Linked DNA regions of Zea mays: region 1 is linked to region 2. The links are chromatin contacts, called in public Hi-C maps. All regions are on one chromosome and are shown on one strand. The core of a region is the stretch at or near the end of the contact, and the rest is flanking DNA. Distances in the headings are between cores, read along the strand shown.

Region 1 (6,768 bases), core at 2,776-5,275, 720 kb after region 2:
GTGCTTCTGCACCCCAAAAAACTATCGATTGATTCAGATAATATGTTTTCTTGATAATGTGTTGGGTGCATAGCATATTGGCATTGTTGCACTACTAAAGCTTGCAGTAATTTAGGACGATTTCTCTGGCATGATTATCCACAAATGAGTGTAGCAAATCGTTCATTAACCTACTCATGATTTTTTTCATTTTTCTACTACTACTTATACACTTGAAAAATAGCTATATGTCCATTATATTATAGGACCATTTATTATTGTATTATTGCCTCATACACTTTTCTTGTTGCAATCTACTTTGGTTTATTGTACATATTCATGCACTCGTTTCATGGTGTTATAGGGAGGAGAAAGCAATCAGAGAAAGAGAGGAAGTAAATTTACACCCTGCCAGTTGAGGCATCTTTATGCTTGATGTTTGTAGCACTTGATGTTACACATGTCGGTTGATACACATCATGTGTTGTTCTAGCATATCTAATATTTGCTGAATGTTGAACATTTTCGATTTCAGATTTTTTTTATTTGGCAATATGTGTATAATTAGAACAAAGATTGATCATATGTATTGGGAATTGTATGGTTGTTATGTTTATTTTTTGGAGAGAATATAGTGATATGTTTTATGTTTAAACTTGAGCAACCATAGGGTTGCAATCCCTGCATTAACCGAACACATGTTTCCAAGAGAGGGATTAGAGAGGGAGAGAGATTAAACCCCCAAAGGGATTGAATGTCATGGGAGGGATCCACTCAATCCCTCCCTAGATAGGATACCCTTGGGGATTTAACCCCTGTCAACCGAACAAAGTCGTAGAGGGAACAGGGGTGAAATTGCCCTCCAATGGTTCCCTCCATATGGGGGGAGAGAGGAAACTTCCCCCATATATGGGGTGAACTATAATCTCACCCCATATGTTAATTTAATTTCATTGTTGTATTAATTCTTTTTGAACTATGTAATATGATAATTATGTGTATTATAGCAGTACAAATAGTCTATGATTTTTTAAAACTTCAAAAACTAATGAAAAAATACTAAATAATTGAGTTATATTGTATGGGAAGAGGTGGATATGGTGAATGGTTGGAGACGTCCTATATATATATAGGGGTATCTTTTAGGGAGATGTAGTAAAATATAATAGAAAGTGCAGATAGAGTGAGAAATATGGGAGGAATGGTTGTAGATGTGTGAAGTGGAGAGCTATAGTTGAATGATTATGAAACTTAGTTGAGACGTGTTCCATTTATGAACATTTTCACATAAAATTATAAAATATTCTAAAACTTTTATGTCATGCTTTTATCATCAAGGTATATATCCATGCCAACTTACATAATTTTTTGACCAAATTTATGTATTATTTTACAATTACTATAAATAGGTATGCAATAATTCATTTAATTGGTATAAAATAGTAAATATGCCAAAAGAAATATATTTATATTCCCAAAATGAATAAATGCCCTATATGAATGTGTGTACCAAAATTTAAATGAAAATAATAAAGAAATTAATCTATATAGTATATAAAATGGAGAGTTGTAGTTGCATGTTTATGAAACTTAGTTGATATGTTCTCTATTTGTGAACATTTTGACACAAAAAATGTAAAATCTTTCCATCTTTAAAAAATGCATGCCATTTTAATTTTATTATAAGTTAAACTGAGTTTATAGTACGCATAAATCATAATATGAATTAGAACTGGCACTAAATATAACTTTTTAGTGCATTTTTTTGGTACCTAAGAAACGTATATACTTTGTATAAATGGTCAGAGGTATAGTAATTTAATTTATGTCGAAATACAAAGAAAACCGTGTATCATTTTTGAAACGAAGGGGACACATGGTGGGATTGATCACTATAATTAAATAGATCGCTCATGATATAGTACATGGCACAGCAGTACGTGTGGTCCGTGCACAGAGTATTGCCGTCGTTCATGAATCATGATTTTTTGTTAAAAAAATGTCCTTCCACAACTTTCTGTCTCAACTTTCAATCTTCCCGCACTTGGAAAAATCGATCTCGCTACACAGACACTGAAGATGAAGGAGGAGAGAAGAATACACATGTAAATAGACGACAAAGAAAGTATAAAAGTGGTTGGAGTAGTTAGTCCAGGAAATTCTGGTGTAAAATTATCTTCTATTTTAAGGAGTGAGATTTTTAAAAACTCGCAGAACTCATCAGATTTATCAAGTTTTTATTTTTTTAGAAATTACTGACTTCCAATGACTGGCTACTGCCATGATGCAGACGTATTATGGTAGTTTCGTTTCACAGACGGCGCTGGAGTGCAGGGGACGAAATAAGGACCGCACCGATGCAGATGTGATATTATTAAGGGCTTGTTCGGTTTTACCCTAATTCATATAGATTGAGAGGGATTGAAGATTTCAATTCCTAGTAAGTTAAAATCTCACTTAATCTATATCAATCCCCTCTAATCTATATGTATTGAAAATAACTAAACAAAGTGGGAAAAAATCAATGGCTCTGCTCAGCTTCAACTCAACTACTATCTCTCTCACATGCATACAATGCCGGGAAATAGTCGGACGTGACGTGGATTCATCAGTGTCACCTTTTGTAGGCTAGAGGGAAGATGGAATGGTCGGACGTGACAGCTTCAGCTCAGCTCGGCTTGGCTCGATGTGGCTCGCTCAGTGGCCGAATTCAGCTCGGCTCGCCTATTCACCGAGCTGTAAAATGAGGCTCGGTACCAGCTCACGAGCTTCACTTTTAAAACTAATATTGCATTATATAGTGAATTAATAGTATATAAATGTGAAATAAATAATCACAACACGACATTACAAGTAATCTAAACTATAATTGTTATATATTCATCATTAAAGATTAAGAAACGAGTCAGATATCTATAAAATTATCCAATATTCATCATTATTGTGTAGGTTGATTAATTTAGTACAGCTCGTGAGCCAGATCAGCTCGGCTCGGCTCGTTGGTTCAACGAGCTTGAAAATCTGGCTCAGCTTGTTGGTTCAACGAGATCGAAAACCTGGTTCGGCTCGACTCGCGAGCCGCACGAGTTGTGGCTCGCGACCTTCGAGATTTTTTCCCAGCATGGAACAGCCGATTAGACGATCGGTTACACTGTTGGGCCGTGTTGGATAGATAGCTCGAGCGACGGCCCTTCAAGGCTTCTTGGCGTCCCCTGATATCAGTGGCGGGCCTGTTTGTTTGCTTTGAATGAGAAAGGCCGGACAAAGCATCCGTCAGTCGGGCATTCAGGCTTGTCACACCGGCGGCATATGACAGAGTCGTCGAATCAGCCCCCCCACCCCCCCCCCCCCCCCCCCCCCCCCACACACACACACACACACAACGGCCGCCATCGCACGCACGTCACTGCCGCTACCGCACCCCGTTGGGCCGTGGCCCATAGGCGACAGCCACGTCCGCGTCCGAGTGGCCCATAGACATGAGGTCTGAGTGTCCGACACCTCCCAAACGCCCAAACGTCGCACCGTTGTAGGGGGGCATGAGGTGCCTAATTTTTAGATGATTCCTGATCCAACCAATTGACATAAGTAAATGGATACTTTTTATGATTTATGTTTATATCATAACAAGTTAAAATTGTATCCTTATATGACTTCATAATTAATTATTAATTATCTTTGTGTCAACTAGGGATGTTAGTACGGAATTCCAGGATCAGGGATGGCCATTCCACACCATTCGTGCGGAGAGAAAAATTATCCGCCCCGCTAACCGGAGAGCTTTTTATAAATTTTATCTCCATAAAAAAACCCTTCCCTAGCTATTATAAAATACAATTTTTGGAGGTAAAAATAAATTGACTATATTAATTTAATTTAATTTAAACAAACACAGTTTAAAATTAAAGAGATGTCTACTTTAGAGTTTAACATGTCAAGAGATTAATTTAAAGTATAGAAATTCGTGGGACGGGTACGTGGGGAACCAGGACGGGATAGTTCCCTATTTCCGTTCTCGTGAACTATGAGCAGCATCCGTCCATCAGGTTCGTCACGCGCCGGCGGCATATGACAGAGGCAAATAAGCAGCGAATCGGCACCCTCAACGGCCGCCGCCGATGCACGCACGTCACAGCCGCTACATGGCTACATCACGCCGCACCCGGCCCAACGGCACCCGTAGGGCCGGCCGTGGCCCATAGGCGGCAGCCACGTTCGCGTCCGGGCCGGTCCGCGGCCACAACTAATTCCCGGAATCCCGGGTCCCGCGCGCGCTAGCTCTCTCTATCTCTCCACCACCTCACCTGCCGCCATGACACCACCCCGCGCGCACGCTGCCGCAGCGACACCGGCGCGCTCACACCGCCACAGCCCACACCCCCTCCGTCTATATATTCCGCTCCCCGCCCGCCTCTAGCCATAGCCTTATAGCCACATACCGGCCAGCCGCAGCAAGTGCCCAGAAGGCCAGAACCAGAACCAAGCAGCTCGTTGCAACCTCATATCATCCCCTGCCACGCACCTCCGTCCGCCGCGCCATGGAATCGAGGAGGAGGGCCGTGCCCACCGTGACGGCGGTTGCGGTGGCGACGCTGCTGCTGACGATGATGACGTCGTCGGGCGTGGGCGGCGACTTCGCGGCGGACCGGGCGGAGTGCTCGGAGCAGTTGGCGGGGCTGGCGACGTGCCTGACGTACGTGCAGGAGCAGGCGACGGCGACGGCGCCGACGCCCGACTGCTGCGCGGGCCTCAAGGCGGTGCTGCAGAGCAGCCGCAAGTGCCTGTGCGTGCTGGTCAAGGACCGGGACGACCCCAATCTAGGCCTCAAGCTCAACGTCGACAAGGCGCTCGGCCTCCCCGCCGTCTGCCACGCGCCCGCCAACATCTCCGACTGCCCCAGTACGTAGTCTGTTTGTATCCATCCACAGTCTCTAGCCTCCCTTATTTTAGTTGCTAGTAAGTGTAGTGCTGTGAGATATTTTTTTTTATTTTTTTCTAGCTCGTCTAGTTGGATAAGCTAGTTTAATTCATACAAACTCTTATACTAATCATTATTTATTTTAGTTTTTGTTAATTATTTGAGTAAGAGGAGGAGGATCGGGAAGGAGTGAATGAGGAAAGATAATCTAAATAATATAGTCTATTATATTTAAGTGGAGATAATTTTAACAATCTAAACTGTTTGGTTTTAAAAGTGTTACATGCGTGTGGGTTGCAATTAATTTATTAGATTAGCGTAGTATACTAGTAGATCAGAGCAAAGCCCGACCCGACAGATCATTTCAGACGTCACGACAGTTTTTGGGCACCACCCGATGTCACCTCGTACGACGAGGAACACAACGCCGCGTTACGACAGCGCCTAGAAGGACGTCTCGAACAGCAGCAGCACATGTCACATGAATTCCGTGTCTAGTAGGAAACTGAAACAGTGCCACTTCTGTCTCCAAAATAAATATCATGCGCCGGTTTATTTTGTTTACAAAAAAAATTAAGTAGATTTATAAAAAAATCATTAACGATATTTATATCTTTAAGTAAGTTTGGTAGTATAATATATTCAGCAATCTATTTTGCGAGAAGGCTCCAAACGCACGGGGTTTCTTGCGCGCGCACGGCACGGCACGGCAGGCCACCCCGTGATCTGCGAGCGTGATCGATGCCGGTTCGGTGTGCTGTCCTGTCGTCACGCGCGGTCGTGTTGACGTGTTGTATCATGCGCCTGCCCTCATCATTCTGCCCACTTGACTTGGGCTAGCAGAAGAGGGGAGACCTGGTCTGACACTGACAGGGACTAGTGTTTTTGTGCTGGGATGCTATGATGCTGCGATCTGCAACTGACGTGCTGCTGTTCCGTGGCGACGGCGCGCACAGGGCTGCTGGACCTGCCGGCCGGCTCCAAGGACGCACAGGTGTTCGAGCAGTACGCGAAGCAGCAGGCTGCGGCGGCGGCGCAGGGCGGCGCACCCACCAGTGAGTTTCTCCACCCGTCCGTCTCGCTACTCGTTTCTTCGCTCGTCTCATTTGCATTGCGTGAAGGGAATTGCATCTATCTATCTATCTGGAAGCAATTAATCCGCCGAGAGCTAGTGTCTAGCTCAGCGCAACTGCTGCACCGATACCGGATCACAGTGCCTCGGCCGACGCCGACGGCGTTTAAGCCTGAATCGGACAGGACAACTGATCGTCCTGTAGCCTGCCAGTGCAAGAGCACAGCTGCTGAACAGCGTACGTGCGGTGCGTGCTTCCTCTGCTGAACACAGAGCAGTACAACGCCGGTAGAACAGCTGAGCAGCCCTGGCCAGCCTCTTGCTGTCTGCCACTCGTGGCGCGCGGCCGGCCTGGCGGGCATCTTCTGGACCTCCACTTCGCACTAGCTCTAGTGCCACTGCAATCATCGCTGCCTTTACGTGTGCCTGTCTAACGCACGCGCCTGAACATGTGGTGCTCTCTCCAGGTGGACGCAGCAGCGCGGCGGCGAGCACGACCGCGGGCGCGCAGAAGAGCGGAGCCTCAGCCGCCGGTCGGTGGTTGGGAGTGGGGAGGGTCGGTGGTGCTGGTGGCGGCGCACGCGCGGTGGCGCCGCTCGCCGTGCCTTTCCTGCTCCTGCTCGGGTAGATAATAATCACTTTACGCGCGGCCAACGGCCCGAGTCCCGGCGGTTTGGTTGGCGCCGCGCGTTGCCGACTTGTGGTGTGCTTCGGGTGCGTGCGTGTGTGGTGGGGTACTTTTCACACTATATTGGAAAAAGAAGCTATTATCTTTGGATGAAAAAAAGTGTCGTTGTAT
Region 2 (6,844 bases), core at 2,594-5,093:
TATAAATAGGTCAGCGAAAGATAGTACAGATCAAATAAGAGTTGTAGTAGTCCAAGGAGGGTTTGGCTTCGAGGCAGATTAGTATTGTTGGTCCTTATAATTATAATATAGATCAAATATTGTTCTTTTTAGGACGAGGATTAGAGTAGATAGACCATAAGAGTAGATCTATTTGAGATATTAGTCTAGGTTTTTTGAGAGTTCGTTAGATAACTTTCTAGTGCTTTTGGAGAGCACTCATTGTATACAAATCTTGATGATTAAAGAGTTGATTATGCAAGATTAGTACGATAACATTATTCCTCTCTCTTTGTTGACTAATTGCATTCTTAGTTTCGATTCTAGATTGAATCTTGGTTTTCAATTGTTACTGATGTTTTGATTTATCTAGATCATTACTAATGCATCTATTTACTGACCTACAAAGTCTGAGATACTAATCTTTTCTCATTATTGATTAATTTCGAAATTAGATCTCGATTAATTTTCGTTACTCTTTGGAAACTGTAAGCTTGTTCCGTTAATAACTTTAGAGCTGAATATCCAATCGACATGATTTTAGTTGGATTTGTTTCATGATGTTATCTAGTTTAATCTGTTAAATTTTCAGATTGATCGGAGTTATTGATTTCGGTCAGTAATGTTTTCACTAACGTAACAACAATGTGTCCAAATTTATAGAAGTGTAATATTTTGATTTTGCGATTAGGAGAAGGCGAGATAAATATTTTTTTCAAACTTGGTTAGTTTTTCCTTTTTGACACCGTGAAATTTGAAGACATCAAGCGGCTGCATGAGTTCAAGCAGAATGGGTCTGGCATTTTTTGCGGAATGAACTCATTCGACTGCGGAATCACTACCTACTACTAGTACTAGTGACTATCGAAGTAGATCCATGACACAAACCAAACAGATAGAGGACTGATGGCAATGGGTAAATACCTACCACCATCGGGTATTACTATCTCGTACATATACCTACGACAAAAAAATCTGTCAGGTTACTCATATTCGCTGGTGGGTATGGATTTAGCCCATACCCATACCCACTCGTCGGGTCACCCGCACCCACAAAGATTAGACATATATCATATGCAGTAAACAGGTAAGCATCATTCAACAAATATAATGAATTATAAAAAACCAGCTACTAAACATCAAATTTGAATCAACCATGTGCCATAATTAAGCATCACGACATTTGATTTCTAATATTATAGACACATGTGGCTGCAAAAATCAAACTACATAGCCAGGATTGTGCTTAGATCTATAGAAATAATATCTAATTACATAGTTGCACAAGAAACAACTATAAAAGCTACTTGGAAACAATACTTACATGATTGATTGGACGATGTTACGATCAGGATGAGAAGGAATATGATAGTCTATGGACTATGCATGTGTGTCTATTGACTTGTAAAGTAGAAAGAGATTATATAGCTGGCGATTTATTTGTTTTGGGCTAGGCTAAGTGCTCAAGTTCATGTCTTTTGGTCAAGTTTGTACTAGTTATTTTATACCTACGGTTACGGGCATGTGTGAGAGCAGAATGTTCTAAAACCAATTTACCAATTGAATGAAGATTTTTGCCAATAAAAAACCAATGGATAAAATATTTAGTCCATATACATAACTCATAGAGTAAATACCCATCAGGTATCGGGTACCCGTTGCCATCTATATGGAGGTTCGGTTTCTGGATCGGATAGGCAAATGGTTGGATTATCTCAAATTATTTTTAGAATTTAAGCAGCGATTTTCTGTATAAATAAAACATACAAAAAAAAACCCCAACGCAAACTTGTGCCCTGCGCAGTGCACATGGGAGCAACAGCTGGATATACGATGCACTAATAATGTACAAGCATGTCATGTTCCGACACAATCAGACACTACCGTCTCTCAAGGGTTTTGTTTACACGACAGAAGCAAGCAAACCCAGCACAGCAGCCTAGCTATCTGCCTACACGTTTGCTCCGGCAAATCTTTGGAGCGAAATTTAAATCTTGGCTTGGCACCGGAGGAAGTAAACACACACACACACCACGCGGTAAGCAGTAACCTATAGCAGCCAGAGCCAGCCACACACACGGCGGCAGATCAGGTGCTACAGCAGGACGATGACCACCTCGTCGACGAGGCTGCGCCGGCCTGGCCCGAGTCCGGCCTGCTGATCTGGATAGCCGGAGGCTGCGCATGGTTTTGTGAAGATTTATTAGGGGCGACGACTTAACATGGCAATCAATCAACGGGATGGGGATAACACAGCTACGGAGCTACCTCGGCCGCGGCGGCAACGGTCTCGGTGAGCCTTCGCTTCACGTCCCTCGCCATGGCGAAGAAGACCTGCTCCACATTCTGGTTTGTTTTCGCGCTCTGCATACAGACACACTCACCAGCTTAGCAGGGTGTTAATACGACAACCGGCCTGCGAGCTGGTGTTAATCAACGGACTCTTACCGTCTCGAAAAACTTGATCCCGTACTCGTCTGCAAGCTTCTGGCCTTGAGCCATGGACACCACCTGCTAACGACAGGGGCCGGGGGAGTTTGTTAGGGCACGGGGAAGAAAAAAAAAAGGAAAACCAGCCGCGTGGGGGTGCCGCCCAGCGGTAGCAGCAGGCAGCAGCAGCAGGTGATCGTAAAGAAAGCCGCGTAACGTACCCGCTTCGCGTCCATGTCGACCTTGTTGCCCACCAGAATCTTGTTCACGTTGTCAGACGCGTGCTGCTCTATGTTGCGGATCCAGTTTCTAATGTCTACAAGTTAATTAAGAAGGAAGGAAGAAAAAAAAAACGAATGAAGTGGCTAGCATCTCCATATCTTCTGTCGACGAATGGGAAATGCGCGTGGTGCATGTTGCGTACTGTTGAAGGATGACTCGTCCGTGACATCGTATACAAGCAGAATGCCCATGGCTCCTCTGTAGTAGGCTGCAAAATGGGGGAGAGAAGAAAAAAAGAACAGTAAATCAAAGGAACAGGTATTTTGCTTGAAGATCGACAAAATGGATCGCGACTTTGCATTCGCTAGGCTATGGAAAATATATGCGATCCAGCACCCAGTACCATGTCGCTGATTTACCGACCTATACATGAAATACGTGTCGCCGTTGAAAGATTTACAGATGAACGACATATAACCGTTATAGTTTACTCATCATGTGAAACTAGTCAACACCAGACGTGTAGTGGCATGTACTTCCTGAACCTTCAGGCTTAGGCAGTTTTCTGTATATACTTCATGATCAAGGTGGGCTTTAGCTCTTTCGGAACCCATAATAATAAACAAGATTTTACTAATAAGTCATGGCTCAGTCAGCCCAGCTTAGCCACAAGACAGTTGTGTTTTTTTAATCGCATCAAACTATTTTCCATCCCTTCCTCTAAAAAAGTACCAGATGTGTATAATTTCAGGACACAAATAAATCTATCATTTTGTAAGTGTTAATGTCTTGGTCTAGATTGAGCCTTCTTAAGGTCATGTATAGGGTGCTTCTGAAATTATGCCTACGGTAGTAGCACCACAAGAGGATCAGAGTTTTGTTTTTTCTAAAAAAAGGCGAAAATAATTACCAGTAGTAATTGTTCGGAAACGTTCTTGACCAGCAGTGTCCCAAATTTGTAACTTTACACGCTTTCCATCAAGCTCAACCGTCCTAACCTTGAAATCAATGCTTTACAGAAGATGGGAAAAAAAGGTGAAGTTTAGAATATTACCATACACGAATGACTAAAAGAGAGGATAATGTTGCCTGTGTCCATACCCAATGGTGGTGATGAAGCTTGTTGTGAATGTGTCATCAGAGAAGCGCAGCAGCAAGCAACTCTTTCCAACTCCTGGAAGTAGAAATCGGGCTCCCATTAGACTGGGCTTTATGTTATGTGAGGGAAGTTATTGCAACACATAAAAGTTTGAGCAAAAGATATTCGTCAAGGAGAGAAACTACAGAATACAACACACCGGCAAGGATGTGGATCATCACTGAGTACAGTGAACAGCAAGGGAATAGACTTCACAGGGTTCTGACTGTCCAATACAAAATTTAAGAGGAAGATAACACCTACTTTAATTGAGAAAAAAGTATGTAGAATTTTGTGCATGTATATGTATATTGTTGGTATATTCTGTGCATGTCAAGTTCTAAATCAAATGTTACAGACAGGCGTTCATGGTAATCCCTTTGCACAAATCACCATGGTTATTTCATCCTCCCTCACCCCCACCCCCCAACAAAAACTTCCAAAAAGTATAGCTGATGAATAGTCTGTTGCACAAAATAAGACAACTGAAGCTAAATATGCAGTTGCACAACGAAACCCATGCAAGCTAACAACTGCCAATGTGATGACAGCACAATCAGCATGCATATGAAGAAAAATGGACAGCTAAAAGAAGATGGAGATGGAATTCCAACATGTGAAGGCCAATTAACAGAGGAATACATTTAATTGCCTGATAGAAAGTAGATAAACAACATAAGGTGAATGAGGAACGATTCTATCCCAACTAAACAGATGGTAAGTGCAGACAAGATGTGACCATTTGTCCTCCCAATTGTCTCAATAAGAAAAAATCATCACAGTCCTGTTTTTTCTTATTTATCTTTCCACATATACCTAATTTTGAATTATTGATCCAGAGAATACTGGGTAAGTGGCCGTATCAAGTGTCATAGAAGTTACTAAACCAAATACTGAGCATACTGACACAACCAACTTCATGATTTGGCATGCTCCTGTGGAAGTGTTCAAGGGCTCTATCGCATGGTTGAGATTGGAGAATTGGATTTTTGGGACTCCAAACATCATGTTGCGCACTTTTGTCATTCCTAATGTTGATTTCCCAAAATTAGGACTCAGAATATGTCACCGTTGGTTTCGATGACATTTCAAATATTTTTGTCCTTCTGTTTCTACGTACCCATATGGAAAAGACAGAATAGCGTAGAAGGGCAGAAATGTCCAAAATGGCATTGAAACCTGAGTCCTATTTTGGCAAAATCAATGTTACGAATGACAAAAGTGTGAAGCATATTGTTTGGAGTGCAAAAAAAAAAAATCCAATTTTCTCGAGTGTTTAGGAGCTAGGAGTGGGCAGTAAAACTAAACAGCAAACCTAACTCGACTGTTCGATCCAATCTTAGTGATGCGACCAAAAACATAATCAACTGCAAGCCTCTTTATGGAGTTGGATTGGAACGACTATAACTAAGGGCTTGTTCGTTTCACCGTTAATCCATGTGGATTGCATGATATTAAGTCGGTTTAAATCATAGAAAGTCAAAATACATCTCAATCCATTTCAATACACTTCAATCCACATAGAATTGGAACAACCGAACATAGGCAACATTTGACACCTCTCCACTTTTACACCCCCCGAAATTTCTGGCCTACCTAAAAACTCAGCAAACTAAGGCTTCAAGCAAGGTGTAAACTTTGCACGGCAAGAAAAATAGCGGATGATCACAGCAGAAGCGTGTACAAAAGGGAGAGAGGGGGGGGGGATAGCGTAGAAGGGCAGAAATGTCCAAAATGGCATTGAAACCTGAGTCCTATTTTGGCAAAATCAATGTTACGAATGACAAAAGTGTGAAGCATATTGTTTGGAGTGCAAAAAAAAATCCAATTTTCTCGAGTGTTTAGGAGCTAGGAGTGGGCAGTAAAACTAAACAGCAAACCTAACTCGACTGTTCGATCCGATCTTAGTGATGCGACCAAAAACATAATCAACTGCAAGCCTCTTTATGGAGTTGGATTGGAACGACTATAACTAAGGGCTTGTTCGTTTCACCGTTAATCCATGTGGATTGCATGATATTAAGTCGGTTTAAATCATAGAAAGTCAAAATACATCTCAATCCATTTCAATACACTTCAATCCACATAGAATTGGAACAACCGAACATAGGCAACATTTGACACCTCTCCACTTTTACACCCCCCGAAATTTCTGGCCTACCTAAAAACTCAGCAAACTAAGGCTTCAAGCAAGGTGTAAACTTTGCACGGCAAGAAAAATAGCGGATGATCACAGCAGAAGCGTGTACAAAAGGGAGAGAGGGGGGGGGGGGGGGGGGGGGGAGGCATCTGTTGTGGGAATTTCTCGCCCCGTGTTGCCTCCTGCAAAGGACAGGTAAATGAAAGCACGACTGCAAGGGTACAAATTCAGCTCTGATGCATGCATAAAAGCTCATCCATGTCTATAGCATGGCTCTCACCCGACCGGAGGACTGGTGTCTCAAGAACAAGAACTCAAGTCTAGTGTACCAAGCAGCAGCGTCTACTCTACATCAATAATAAAGCATTAACCGCCACGCATCGCTCGTTATGCTTCAGCCAAGGGTTGTAGCTGTAGTACTAGAAACGAAGGTACTAGTAGACTACTAGAAACGAGACCCTGTTCCTTGAACCCTGGGCAACAGACAGCCCGTTCCGTACCGCTCTGACTCCTCCGGAGATGCAGAAACGCTAGAGGAACAGCCTACATCGCTAGCCAATCAAGAGCCAGACCGGAGCCGCGGAGGGTCGGGAGGCGGCGTGTTCCTCGGGGGATTGGTCAAGGGGAGGAGGGACACGCACCGCTGTCGCCGATGAGCAGGAGCTTAATCAGGTGGTCGTAGTCGCCCCGGGACCTCGACGGCGGCGCCGCCATGCTCCTCCTCTGCCTCACACTTGGTGGCGGTCTCCGGGTTCCCTCTCTCCCTCCCCCTCTCTCTCTCTCTCTCTCTCTCTCTCTCTCTCTCTGTGACCGAGGAGGTGGAGGTGGAGGCGACGAGGGGACGGAGGCGAGGCAGGCAACAGGCCAACAGCCAACAGCAACAGCGAGAAGAAAGG

The links. Hi-C and Micro-C count contacts between places; a contact is called where the count stands out from the background.
Region 1: a contact with region 2 is called in a Hi-C map of leaf, with 6 times the contacts expected there. The contact joins the promoter of LOC100285826 here to the promoter of LOC103632090 in region 2. A contact is called at or near these places in 3 of 25 Hi-C or Micro-C datasets (ear, leaf and tassel).

What each region holds. Positions count from the first base shown.
Region 1 is chr7:16,543,818-16,550,585 of Zm-B73-REFERENCE-NAM-5.0, forward strand. LOC100285826 (lipid binding protein) reads left to right here and starts at 4,026. Exons shown (of 3, transcript NM_001176841.1): 1 at 4,026-4,878; 2 at 5,854-5,952; 3 at 6,437-6,768. The coding sequence starts at 4,518. The coding sequence ends at 6,597.
Region 2 is chr7:15,828,279-15,835,122 of Zm-B73-REFERENCE-NAM-5.0, forward strand. It overlaps LOC103632090 (ras-related protein RABE1e-like), which reads right to left and starts at 3,844. Exons shown (of 7, transcript NM_001346596.1): 1 at 3,772-3,844; 2 at 3,581-3,681; 3 at 2,873-2,938; 4 at 2,670-2,764; 5 at 2,467-2,529; 6 at 2,287-2,382; 7 at 1,811-2,196. The coding sequence starts at 2,921. The coding sequence ends at 2,107.